2 separate regions of the Zea mays genome follow, and region 2 is linked to region 1. Evidence: chromatin contacts called from public Hi-C data. All regions are on one chromosome and are shown on one strand. The core of a region is the stretch at or near the end of the contact, and the rest is flanking DNA. Distances in the headings are between cores, read along the strand shown.

Evidence for each region. Hi-C and Micro-C count contacts between places; a contact is called where the count stands out from the background.
Region 2: a contact with region 1 is called in a Hi-C map of endosperm, with 2.4 times the contacts expected there. The contact joins the promoter of LOC103633052 here to the promoter of LOC100280778 in region 1. A contact is called at or near these places in 4 of 25 Hi-C or Micro-C datasets (bundle sheath, ear, endosperm and 1 more).

What each region holds. Positions count from the first base shown.
Region 1 is chr7:147,255,600-147,261,232 of Zm-B73-REFERENCE-NAM-5.0, reverse strand. It overlaps LOC100280778, which reads left to right and starts at 2,554. Exons shown (of 1, transcript XM_020541212.3): 1 at 2,554-3,491. The coding sequence starts at 2,656. The coding sequence ends at 3,372.
Region 2 is chr7:147,650,619-147,656,437 of Zm-B73-REFERENCE-NAM-5.0, reverse strand. It overlaps LOC103633052 (protein DETOXIFICATION 49), which reads left to right and starts at 4,111. Exons shown (of 1, transcript XM_008654737.4): 1 at 4,111-5,819. The coding sequence starts at 4,217.

The DNA of each region.
Region 1 (5,633 bases), core at 1,305-3,804:
TAAATCTATTTTTATAACAAAAGTATTTAAAGATATTTTGCTAATGTTTCTAATGAATCTAATCAAACTCAAGAAACTCTGATCGACACGAACACTACAGCGACATCTATTTTAGAGCAAAACAAAAAGGTACGGAATTTTGATCTCGACGAGCAAAGTTATTTTTTGTTTAGACCCGTAAATCACATTCATTCATGGTAATCAACAAAAGTTCATCTGGGTCGATCGGTACAGCTGTAACACCTCTGATCACAGCCTATGCCGCCTGAGACGATCGTTTCTGTCTCGATTCCGGTCGGGGTGGCGTTAAGTTGTGCGTGTTTCTTCTGCAGTTGTCTACCCAATCCCAATCGGCAATCGTAACGAAACTTCGGCCCTGTTCTAATCTCGCGAGATAAATTTTAACAGCTTTTTTAGCTATTTTTAGCCATTTGTAATCTAAATAGAAGAGCCAATGGTGATAATTGAAGCTAAACTTTAGCACTTCAATTTATATAGCTAAAGTTTATCCCGTAAAATTGAAACAGGGCCTTCATCGTCTACTCAAAGCATCCTTCATCGTCTACTCAAAGCATCCGGAAAAAAGAGCAGGACCTGACTCGAATATTCCCACCGCCAATGCCTTCCCCCAATCCCCATAGTATTTTTAGTCGCCACGGCGGATCCAGACCGGAAACGCGTGTGCGCGGCGCGGGTGGATAAGCTCAGGCTGCGCGCGCGCACCTCCCGCGACGTCGCCGTCGCGGTCGATGCCTCCCCCCTTGGGCGCCCCAAGCGGCAACTGGACTAGAATATCCTCTAGGTCTTTACCACGAGCGGAACCACATGCCAGCAACAGAGGACACAGCTGGCTTCAGTTGGCCGTGCCGTCACCGTTCGCGCGTGCAACCGAACCGGGTTCCGTTTCGAAGGCCGTGACGCGAGCAACCACGGCATACTAATAGGGTGTTTGGTTTGTGGAATGAGCTAGTCCATCATCTTCTCACTCCTCACTATTTTTGTTTGGTTTGTAGAATGGAATGAGTTGATCCATCACCACCTCATTCCTTATAGTTAGTTAGTACTAATATGAGGAATATGTTCATCCCACCAAATTTGAGGAATGAACCCATGATGCACCACCTCAATTTGGATGTAGTGATTCCTTAAACCAAACACTCCCTAATAGTAGCAAGTGGTCGGAGCCCTGCAGGTCGCCGACTCGCGCCCATGGTCGTGACGGTGCGGGTTGTGGAGGCAGGGTCGTCCGCTGTTCAAAAGCGGCGTTTTGTCCGGTTGCCCGGGAACTCGGACTCGGTCCGTAGCAAGCAAGCGGGCGTCCTCGTCGTTTTGGGCAGGAGTGGCAAGCGTCAAGCGCAAGTGGTATCGGGACACTGCGGCGACGCGTTCGCCGCACGCGGTTCTGGTGCGGGAGCCTCCCAGCTGCTGCCCGCTCTGTGATACCGATACCGTGGGTGGTTTCAGTATTGCGGCTCACAAATGCTGACGTCATCGCGAGCTGCGACACCTCCAGTTTTGGGAGTTTGACGATTATGCCTGGAGCGTGGTTTAGGAGCAAGTTGATTGGAGGGGTTAAGGTGGCTAAATTTTATTACTATTCAGTTTTAAATAATAAGGTGTTTTAGCCCTAATCACTCTCAACTCTCTTGCTTCCAAATAAGACCTTTAGTTTGCCAAACTAATAGTAGTCATCCAAATCAACTTGATGTTGTGCGAATCGTTTTTTAAAGAAAAATATTGAAGATATTGTTCAGCACTATATATATGTCTATAACACGAAACATGATATCTACGGTAATTGCATCTTTTATAAGATAGGTCGTGCCGCCATTAGGACAAAACTTGCAGCCATCGTTGTAGGACACGTTACGCCAGGATAAGTCAGGTGAGTCAAGCGCCCTAGAGGGCGGGGCCGAGCGGTTGGTCGATCTATGAGGGCGAGTTTGAAAACTCACATCCTCTCCAGAGTTGGAGAGGATTATAAGAGAAATGAATTGATTTACTCCTCGATCCCCTCAACGAACTGGCATCTTTCATAACTAGTGGCACAAGTGTAATTTTTTGTAAGTAGTTGAAAGTCAAAGGCAGAAGTAAGATACTATCAAATTTGTACTAGAAGAAAAGATGTTTTTGGTTATAGATTTTAGTATAAGTCAATCTTTATGATTGACTTTTACGTTTTAGAAAAATCAAAACCAGGTTAAAAAGATTAACCAAAGAAGACCATGTTATATAAATACACTGGTCCCAACTCAGACAGTACATGTTCCAAGGATATAAATGTTACTGATATTATTTTAACTTAACCAATTTATTGTAGAAAAATAGCCAATACGCATCTTTCAATAACACATTTTTGACCGAGGAAGTGCCATTTTTATACATAAATAACAAGAGCGTCCTTTGGACGCACACAAAAACGCTATAAGTTACGAGAGATGAAAACCGTTAGCGGAAGCTTGTGGTTACGCTTCCGCCATACCAATAGCATCCGTCCTAAAATATTAATTGTTTTAGTATTTTAAAAAAATTAGACATTACCATCGCATCGCAAAAACCACTCGAGCACAATTCAAGCAGCAGCGAAGGTAGCCACAACATCCACTCTACTACTCGAGAGCTAAGAAATCGTTCAACAGGTGATCCAGAACAAAGATGTGTCCGACCAAGAAGGAGATGAGTGCCGAGTCGTCGGGCTCGGCGAGCAGCTGGACTTCGGCCTCGGCCTCGGCCTCGACCTCGACCTCGCCGGAGCACCAGACCGTGTGGACGTCGCCGCCGAAGCGGCCCGCGGGGCGGACCAAGTTCCGCGAGACGCGGCACCCCGTGTTCCGTGGCGTCCGGCGCCGCGGCAGCGCCGGGCGGTGGGTGTGCGAGGTGCGCGTGCCCGGGAGGCGCGGGTGCAGGCTCTGGCTCGGCACGTTCGACGCCGCCGAGGCCGCCGCGCGCGCGCACGACGCCGCCATGCTCGCCATCGCCGGCGCGAGCGCGTGCCTCAACTTCGCCGACTCCGCGTGGCTGCTCGCGGTCCCCGCCTCGTACGCCAGCCTTGCCGACGTCCGCCGTGCGGTCGCCGAGGCCGTGGAGGACTTTCAGCGCCGCGAGGCGGCCGCCGGGGACGACGCGCGCTCGGCCACATCGCCGACGCCGTCCACCTCGGGCACCGACGACGATGCTGCCACTGACGGCGAGGAGTCGTCACCGGCCACGGAGGTCTCGTCGTTCCAGCTCGACGTGTTCGATAACATGAGCTGGGATCTATACTACGCGAGCATGGCGCAGGGAATGCTGATGGAGCTGCCGTCCGCAGTTCCGGCGTTCGGAGACGACGGCTACACCAATGTCGCCGATGTGCCACTGTGGAGCTACTAGAATTGAGGACGTTGATACCTTGAATTTCTCTTCTTTTTCCAGTTGGCTCCCCATGCCAAATTTTGGGACTGTAGTGGTAATGAAAACAGAGCAAGTTTGGAAAAGGAAAACAGAGCATGCCCCCTGACTCCCCAAAACAGAGCACGCGACACAAACAGAGGAAGTTGGTAGCTTGAACCTGTTCCCGAGCACCTGTCTTCACAATAAAAAAAAAGTTGTTGGCTTTGGGCATTCCAAAACCCAGTATCTAATCTAAATTCTAATTTAGAGACGTTCTAATAAAAATTGTACGTTCCTTCACTCTTTAATATTTTTTCTATATTTTACTCGGTACATCTTGGTTCTACTTTATATTTTTTAATGAACGGCAAAGCAGAAACAAAGGATATAAATATTGATAGTTTAGTTAAAAGTTATTAGTTAAAATTATTGGTCAGAACTACTTGTGCTATAGAAGGTAAGATTGAATCTAAAAGGTATATTGCCTATATACGAAACCATAAACAAAAACCTCCGTATAAACGACTCTGGTACTAGTGAAGAAGAAAACACATATCATACGCACTAGCATATCTACCATATTTAATTAATAATAGCTCATAGATATAGAATTATAGATTGTTACCATTAGACATATATTACTATGAAAGGAAAGCATGTCGATGTATATACTCACGTACCAGCACTAACGACATGTTCGACTATGCTCCTCATGTTTATGACGATCAACACCAGAACAACAATAATAATAACAGCAATATCTCTATGATGTCAACATGTGTGGGATGAAACAGTGTGATGCCGATATGCTAGAACCACCTGTGGCGAAAAAAAGGATGGTGGTTTAGGCACCCTTAATCTAGGAAGGGAGACGACGACACCAACTAGGTTGTCAAATATATCGGTGAATCCTAGAACGCAACTAACTTATTATACGTATGCCCTGCTAATAAAATTGTAACTTAAAAGTCTATTAAAATTTTAATGGTTTATAATTGCTTCGTAAGCATACAATCAACATAATATGTTATATATTTGAGTAACTTTAATGTGAAAATGTATTGAAGAGTAAGATAATAAATAATAGTGCATATATTTTTAAAAAAATTAACTTCTTGGTTATATATATATATATATATATATATATATATATATGTATATATATGTGTATATATATATATATGTATATATATGTATATATATATATATACACACACACGAGAATAGAAAAAAAATACAAATAAAGTTGCATGACACTTACATTGTTACGAGAAGTGAAAACACAAAAAAATAATAGAGCGTTTGGATATAACGTAGGAAAAAACACATAGAAATCAAAGATGATAAATAAACACAATAGAAAGTTTCCAGAGGCTGAATGACACATTAGAAATCTTGTAAAATCCCACTACAATAAATCATTCCATATGAATTTTATAGAATTTATAGAAACTCAATCATTTGTTTCAAAGGCCACATAGGAAAATTTTCAATCTCCAAAACTCCTTCACTTTCGCTTCGTTCGAAACAAGTAGCAGATTCAGATTTCAATGCGACGTTTAGCCCGCACGTTGGGGTTTCCGATGAGCAGGGTTGTCCAAAATGCAAGGACGAATCACCAGCCACTAATAATCTAGCGGTACGAGCACGGAACCGAAATAGGAGTATTTTTTTCCTTAGAAAAGAAACTGTCCCCCCCCCCCCCCCCCATCAAGACGGCGAGACAACTGTTGTCATCCATGTCTATCCTTTTAGTTAGTACAGACAGGACAAATCAAGCAGCGGTTAGCTGGAACACGCTACGGGCGCGCGACAACAACAGCCAGCAGCCAAAAACCCACTGCACGGAAGCTGCCTGCCTCGGCGTCGCCTCCCCCCGCCCACGAAAAAAAAGGGTCGGCCTCCGGAAGCCCCAGGAGGCAGAGAAGAACGAGAAAGGCAACGCGAAAACGGCGGCCGGAAAGCAGTACACGGGATGGACAGAAAAATCAAGCAGTCCCTCCCGTCCCGTCAGCCTCAGGCTGTGGCCTGTGGGCCCTTCCTTCAGCGGGCGCTACGATGGATCCGCATCAACCCGATCGAGAATTCCCGTCGTGCTTAGCAGCTGGTCCCCACTCCCCCGACCCGGAGTACCGGAGGCAGGGGGAGGGGGACGAAGGAAGGCGTGCGGAAACTGGAAACGCCTGCGGGCTGGATACGGTTAAGGAAACGGCTGTCACTGTTTTTGTTTTCTAGTACTCGGGAGCGGGGCCAGGGACTAG
Region 2 (5,819 bases), core at 2,862-5,361, 390 kb before region 1:
CTCACTTAATTGGTTCTATTGTACCAAGACATATTACATGGAGTAAACAATAACATCAGTTAGCCAAATCAAAAAATATTATACAGAGAGCGGAGACAATCAATAAAAAAACTTACAGTTTTTTTGTGGATAATTTGCGTGGGTATTATTGTAAGCCGTCACAACGCACGGGCAACCGACTAATATATATATATATATATATATATATATATATATATATATATATATATATATACATATATATATATAAATATATATGATACCGTTGACTTTTTTTGAAAACTTTAACCACACGTCTTATTCAAAATATTTATTCAAAAATATAAATTTTAAGTTAAGCAAAAACTATCTCAAGTGATAAAACAAATCACAAAAATATAAAATGATAACTCATTATTTTTTGAATACGACAAGTGGTCAAAGTTTTTTTTAAAAGTCAATGGTGTCATATATTTATGAATGAATGGAGTACCTTATATAAAGCACCACTTTAAACATTGCAACAGCTACACAAACAAAAGCACCCAGAACCATCTCACCTTTTAAAGCAAGGGACGAGATCAGTTTAAGTCTTTTCTTTGTCTTACTCACTCAAATCTAATGGTCTAGCTTATTTGGATCATCCCTCCCTCATTAGGGATGACAATTTTACCCACGGGTTCGGATATCGGGTACGGGTACGAGCACGAAATTTGACCCGCATGTCTTGCCCGAACCTGACCTGTAGTAAAATCGTGTCGGGTACGGATTTGATTTCTTACCCGCGAGTACCTAACGAATATCCGAAAATAGTGATTTTAGATTTTCGACCTGCCAGTACACTAGCTAGCTGTCCATCCTTGGCAGCTCATCCTACTGCCATCCCTCCCTGTGTGCTAATTATTCTCATCTGGTTCTATTACTAATGCCAGTACGTTTGATAAAGTGATAGTACATAGTACTAGTGCTAGCTAGTACAAGTACTCGAGCTAGGAGAGTGTTACTACACCAGACGACTATGCTAGCTACTCTCTGATCCCGACGAATTGGAAGTTTATCACCAAAAAAAAGTAGCAACACACATCTAGGGCTATATCTGCACGACTTCAATGTGCAACAACATTATGTGCCTCCGGTGATCATGGTGATGTGCGACACTCAGAAATGCACTAGACTTCATTTAGGGAGAATGCACCAAACTGCTATACCCGATGGGTACCCGATATCCGTCCGATACCCGATAGGTACGGACACAGGTACAAAATTTTACCTATGGGTATAGTAATGGGCGGATATAGATAATCCCCGCGGGTATGGTCGCGAGTGGGTATTTACTCTACCCGATCCAAACCCGACCCATTGCCATCCCTATCCCTCATCAATCACGCTCCCCCCACAATCCACTCACATGGTCAACGGTGCCGAGACCACAGTTGGCGGTGGCATACGGGTTAGAGGTGGCGCGCGCGATGTCGACCATCAGGGTAGAGCACACTGGAGTGCAGTGTGGGGGACTCGAGGCTTGTCCCATTCAGGTGCACGATGTTACCGAGGGTGACGACATTGGGGGAAGTTCCTGTGGACAGTGGCAGCGGCGATAATGGTGAACCCATGGCGCAGCGTTGACGATGATGTCGTCGTAGTGGCCAGAGTTGTCGGTGAAGCATACGACGGAGATGACGTGGATGGCTATGTGGAGGCAGCCGAGTGCGCGTGACGGGCTCGTAGAAGAGACTTGGTGTTGTCCGTCGACGAGGGGTGCATCCTGGCCAAAGAAGATGGAGATAAAGTCAGTATTGTCATGGATGGACTCGAAACCCGCAAGGGCAGCGGCGATGCACTTCGCCAACTAGCAACTGTCATAGGTGGGACACCACCATTGGTAGTGCTAGTGGTATAGATGAAGAGGCAGGCATAGGGCTCGAAGCTGCCCACGGCAGAGAGCATGTGATGTCGTGGCCCTCGGTGTCGAGCGTGTGATGTCGTGGCCCTCGGTGTCGAGCGTTTGATTGGTGTCCACCACGATCGGGTTGCTGAGCAGCATGTTCCTGTTGAAGAACCTGGCGCCAATAAGCTTGCGGTTGCAAGCGACACCATGGTTGATGGAGTCCTGGTAGGAACCCTTCCAATGTGCTGGCACTGACACCTTGTTGTCGACTGTCATCATCTCGGTCTTGGAAGAGCATTTTTACTAGTGCAGAGAAAAGTTTCAACATTTGTATTTTATAATATATTAGTTAAAAAATATAGTGTACTATAAAATTTATTTTTTAAAAATTTCTTTATTCTAAATTATAAAACTTTTTAGCTTTTACAAATACATGATTAGCTCTTGATGTCTATATAAATATACATTATGATAGGATATAAAATTAATACTTATAATTATAACAGATGGAGTATTTGTATATAATGATACTTATTGCGAATCATAAATATTAGTACATTTTAATAAAAAATTAGTTATTTTTATATTAATTTTATTATAACATATGAAGTATTTTGTATAAACTTAGTTGGTACCAATAATTATTTTAAAAGTTTATCGAAATTTAGGACTAGGAGAAAACAAAAACAGTTACAGAGATACGAAAACGAAATCGGTAGAAAAAATCGAGAACATGAACGAAAACAGTTTTAGTTTCTCTCTACCGTTTTTAAAATTTACTATATTTATTCGATATTTTCTACCTATAACAATTTGGTTTTTTAGAAAAAATATTAAATCTTAAATTAATCTTTGTAAATTTATAATAAATTCATCTTAACTTAAAAAAATGAAAATAATTTTGTTATTTTTCTAAAATCAAGGTCTATATAATGGCACAAAGTTTAGATTTATTTGAAACTTTTATTGCTCTTATTTATAGTTTCTTACTAATTGTTACTCTCGGTACATATATTCATAGTTCGCATGATACTTATCAGGAGGACACCAATTATGTTGATTACGTCAAATAGTAGAGTATAATAAGAATGTAGGTGACATGTCATCATACACATATTGATTTTATAGCCATATGCTACTATGTTCGCTAGTGCTTTATCTAATTATATGATGATTTCGTTACTTGTACATTATCTTATATTGAATGTGACATCCTTACTTTGTGTTTTAATGTTTTATACATTATTACTTATATTATGATGGGTCAAGTTATATGCTTGTTCTATGCTCTATAGTTTGATGTGTGATATTGTCATCATACACATATTGATGTGTTTTCAATCGAATAGTTTCGTGTTTTGTGAGGTACCGAGTTATGGATTCCTAACTATATGTATGTGTGCTCAGTGCTAATCGCTTGTTTCTGTGAATGATGTATTACTTTAATACTGTGTGAATTATGCTTTCATCCTTTACGAATTTATGACTATTTATATATTATTACTAATTTCTATATGGATGTATGACTTGTGTGAATTATTTTAAGTCAACTGTGAGTATATGTTACAATTATTACTGATCGTATTTTAGATTTTGATCCTGACCGGTGTATTTTTTGTATCGAATTTCTATTTTCGATGATTTCGAATTAATAATGTCGTTTCTGTTTCTGAAGCTATCGTTTCTTTTACTTTTTTTAGAAAAAAAATATGAAAATGGGAATAGTTCTGGTCACCGACCGTTTTCATGCATACACCAATGGGGCTCAGCTTTGGAGTGCGATTGCTAATCGTCACGTAGCATAATGGAGGCGCTGAGTTCGATTGAAGCTTTAAGAACCGAGGAAAGCAGTACATGGACAACAGTTTTTGTTGCTATCGTCACAAAACCCCTCTTTTTTTGCACGTGCGACATCAAGTCGCGCTGATGAATTAGTTGAGATAATGCTTTGCAGCTTTGGTGTATTCGAGTAGAGTACATGCACGGTGTTTTTTGTACTGCTAGTCCTAGTCGGTACGGACCTCTTCTTTTCTTTTTCACACGTTACTAGTAGCAACAAGTTTAGAGTTTGTCGTGTCCTTATTGCGTCCTAGCTGGATCACTCTGCCCTGTGGGCCAAGCGAGCAATCTCCTCGATTTACAATGAACCATTTTCCCGTTGGGCCCATGGAAAATCCAAAAGATAAGAATGTCATACGCTGCAAGCCTGCAAGCATCTATATAAACACTGGCAATGCCAGCTCCCGTCGATGCCACCACAACAGCACACAGACGTGTGGCCCCTCTGCAGCAAAAACCAGAGGCCGCGGCAGGCACGGACGCTTCACGCGCAGGCCGCGGACTAGCGCCATGGCGACGTGCCGGTGCCCCGAGCCGGCGCAATGCCATCACAGGCCGCTCCTCTCGACGGCCAAGGGCTACCCTAAGCTGCACGACCGCCCAAGGCCGGCGCCCGGCAGCGTCCTCGCCGAGGTGGCCGCCATCCTCTGCCTCACCGGGCCAATGGCCGGCGCGGGGATCCTGTTCTACATGCGCTCCCTCGTGTCCATGGTGTTCCTCGGCCGCCTCGGCCAGCTGCCCCTCGCCGGCGGCTCCCTCGCGCTCGGCTTCGCCAACATCACCGGCTATTCCGTCCTCTCCGGCCTCGCCGGCGGGATGGACCCGGTCTGCGGCCAGGCGTTCGGCGCGGGGCGGACGGACCTCCTCCGCACCGCACTCCGGCGCACTGTTCTGCTGCTCCTGGCCGCGTCCGTGCCCATCGCCATGCTCTGGGTGGCCATGAACCGGGTCCTCGTCTCCGCGGGGCAGGACCCTGACATTGCGGCCACGGCGTACGCCTACATCCTCTGCTGCCTCCCCGACCTCGTGCTGCAGTGCTTCCTCCACCCGATCCGTATCTACCTGCGCGCGCAGTCCGTCACGCTGCCGCTCACCTACGGCGCCGCCGCCGCGCTGCTCCTCCACGTGCCCATCAACTTCCTCCTCGTCAGCGTCCTCGGCCTCGGCGTCCGTGGCGTCGCGCTCGGCGGGGTCTGGACCAACCTCAACTTCTTGCTGTTCCTCGTGGCGTACGTCTACCTCCGCGGAATGTACGGCACCCATGACGATGACGGCGCCAAGAAGGGCGCGTCCGTGGCGGCGCCACCAGCCGAGGAGGTGGAGGAGGAGGGCGCCAAGGAGTGGTGGAGCCTGGTGAGGCTGTGCGCGCACAGCTGCATGTCCGTCTGCTTGGAGTGGTGGTGGTACGAGATCATGGTGCTCCTCTGTGGCGTGCTCATCGACCCCAAGGCCGCGGTGGCTTCCATGGGGGTGCTCATACAGACCACGTCGCTGATATACATCTTCCCGCACTCGCTCGGCTGCGCCGTGTCCACGCGAGTCGGGCACGAGCTGGGCGCCCGGAGGCCGGAGCGCGCGCGCCTCGTCGCGCGCGTCGGGCTCGGCCTGGGCGCCGCGCTCGGCCTCGTGGCCTGCGCATTCGCCGTGTCCGTGCGGGGCGTCTGGGCACGGATGTTCACCACCGACGAGGCCATCCTGAAGCTGGCGGCGGCAGCGCTACCGCTGCTCGGCATGGCCGAACTGGGGAACTGCCCGCAGACGGCCGGCTGCGGGGTGCTGCGCGGCAGCGCGAGGCCCGGGAAGGCGGCGAGGATCAACGTCTCGGCGTTCTACGGCGTGGGCATGCCCGTGGCGCTGGCGCTGGCGTTCTGGGCCCCCGGGCTGGACTTCCGCGGGATGTGGGGCGGCATGCTGGCCGCGCAGCTCGTCTGCGCCGCGCTCATGCTGCGCGCCGTGCTCGGCACCGACTGGGCGGAGCAGACGGAGCGCGCCCGCCAGCTCACCGGCGGGCGCGGCGACGGCTTTGACGTCGTCGGCATTGTCGACGAGGACAAAACAAGCCATGCAGAAGCGGCCAAAGCAGAGGTCGGGAACACATTGTTCATAGTGGCGG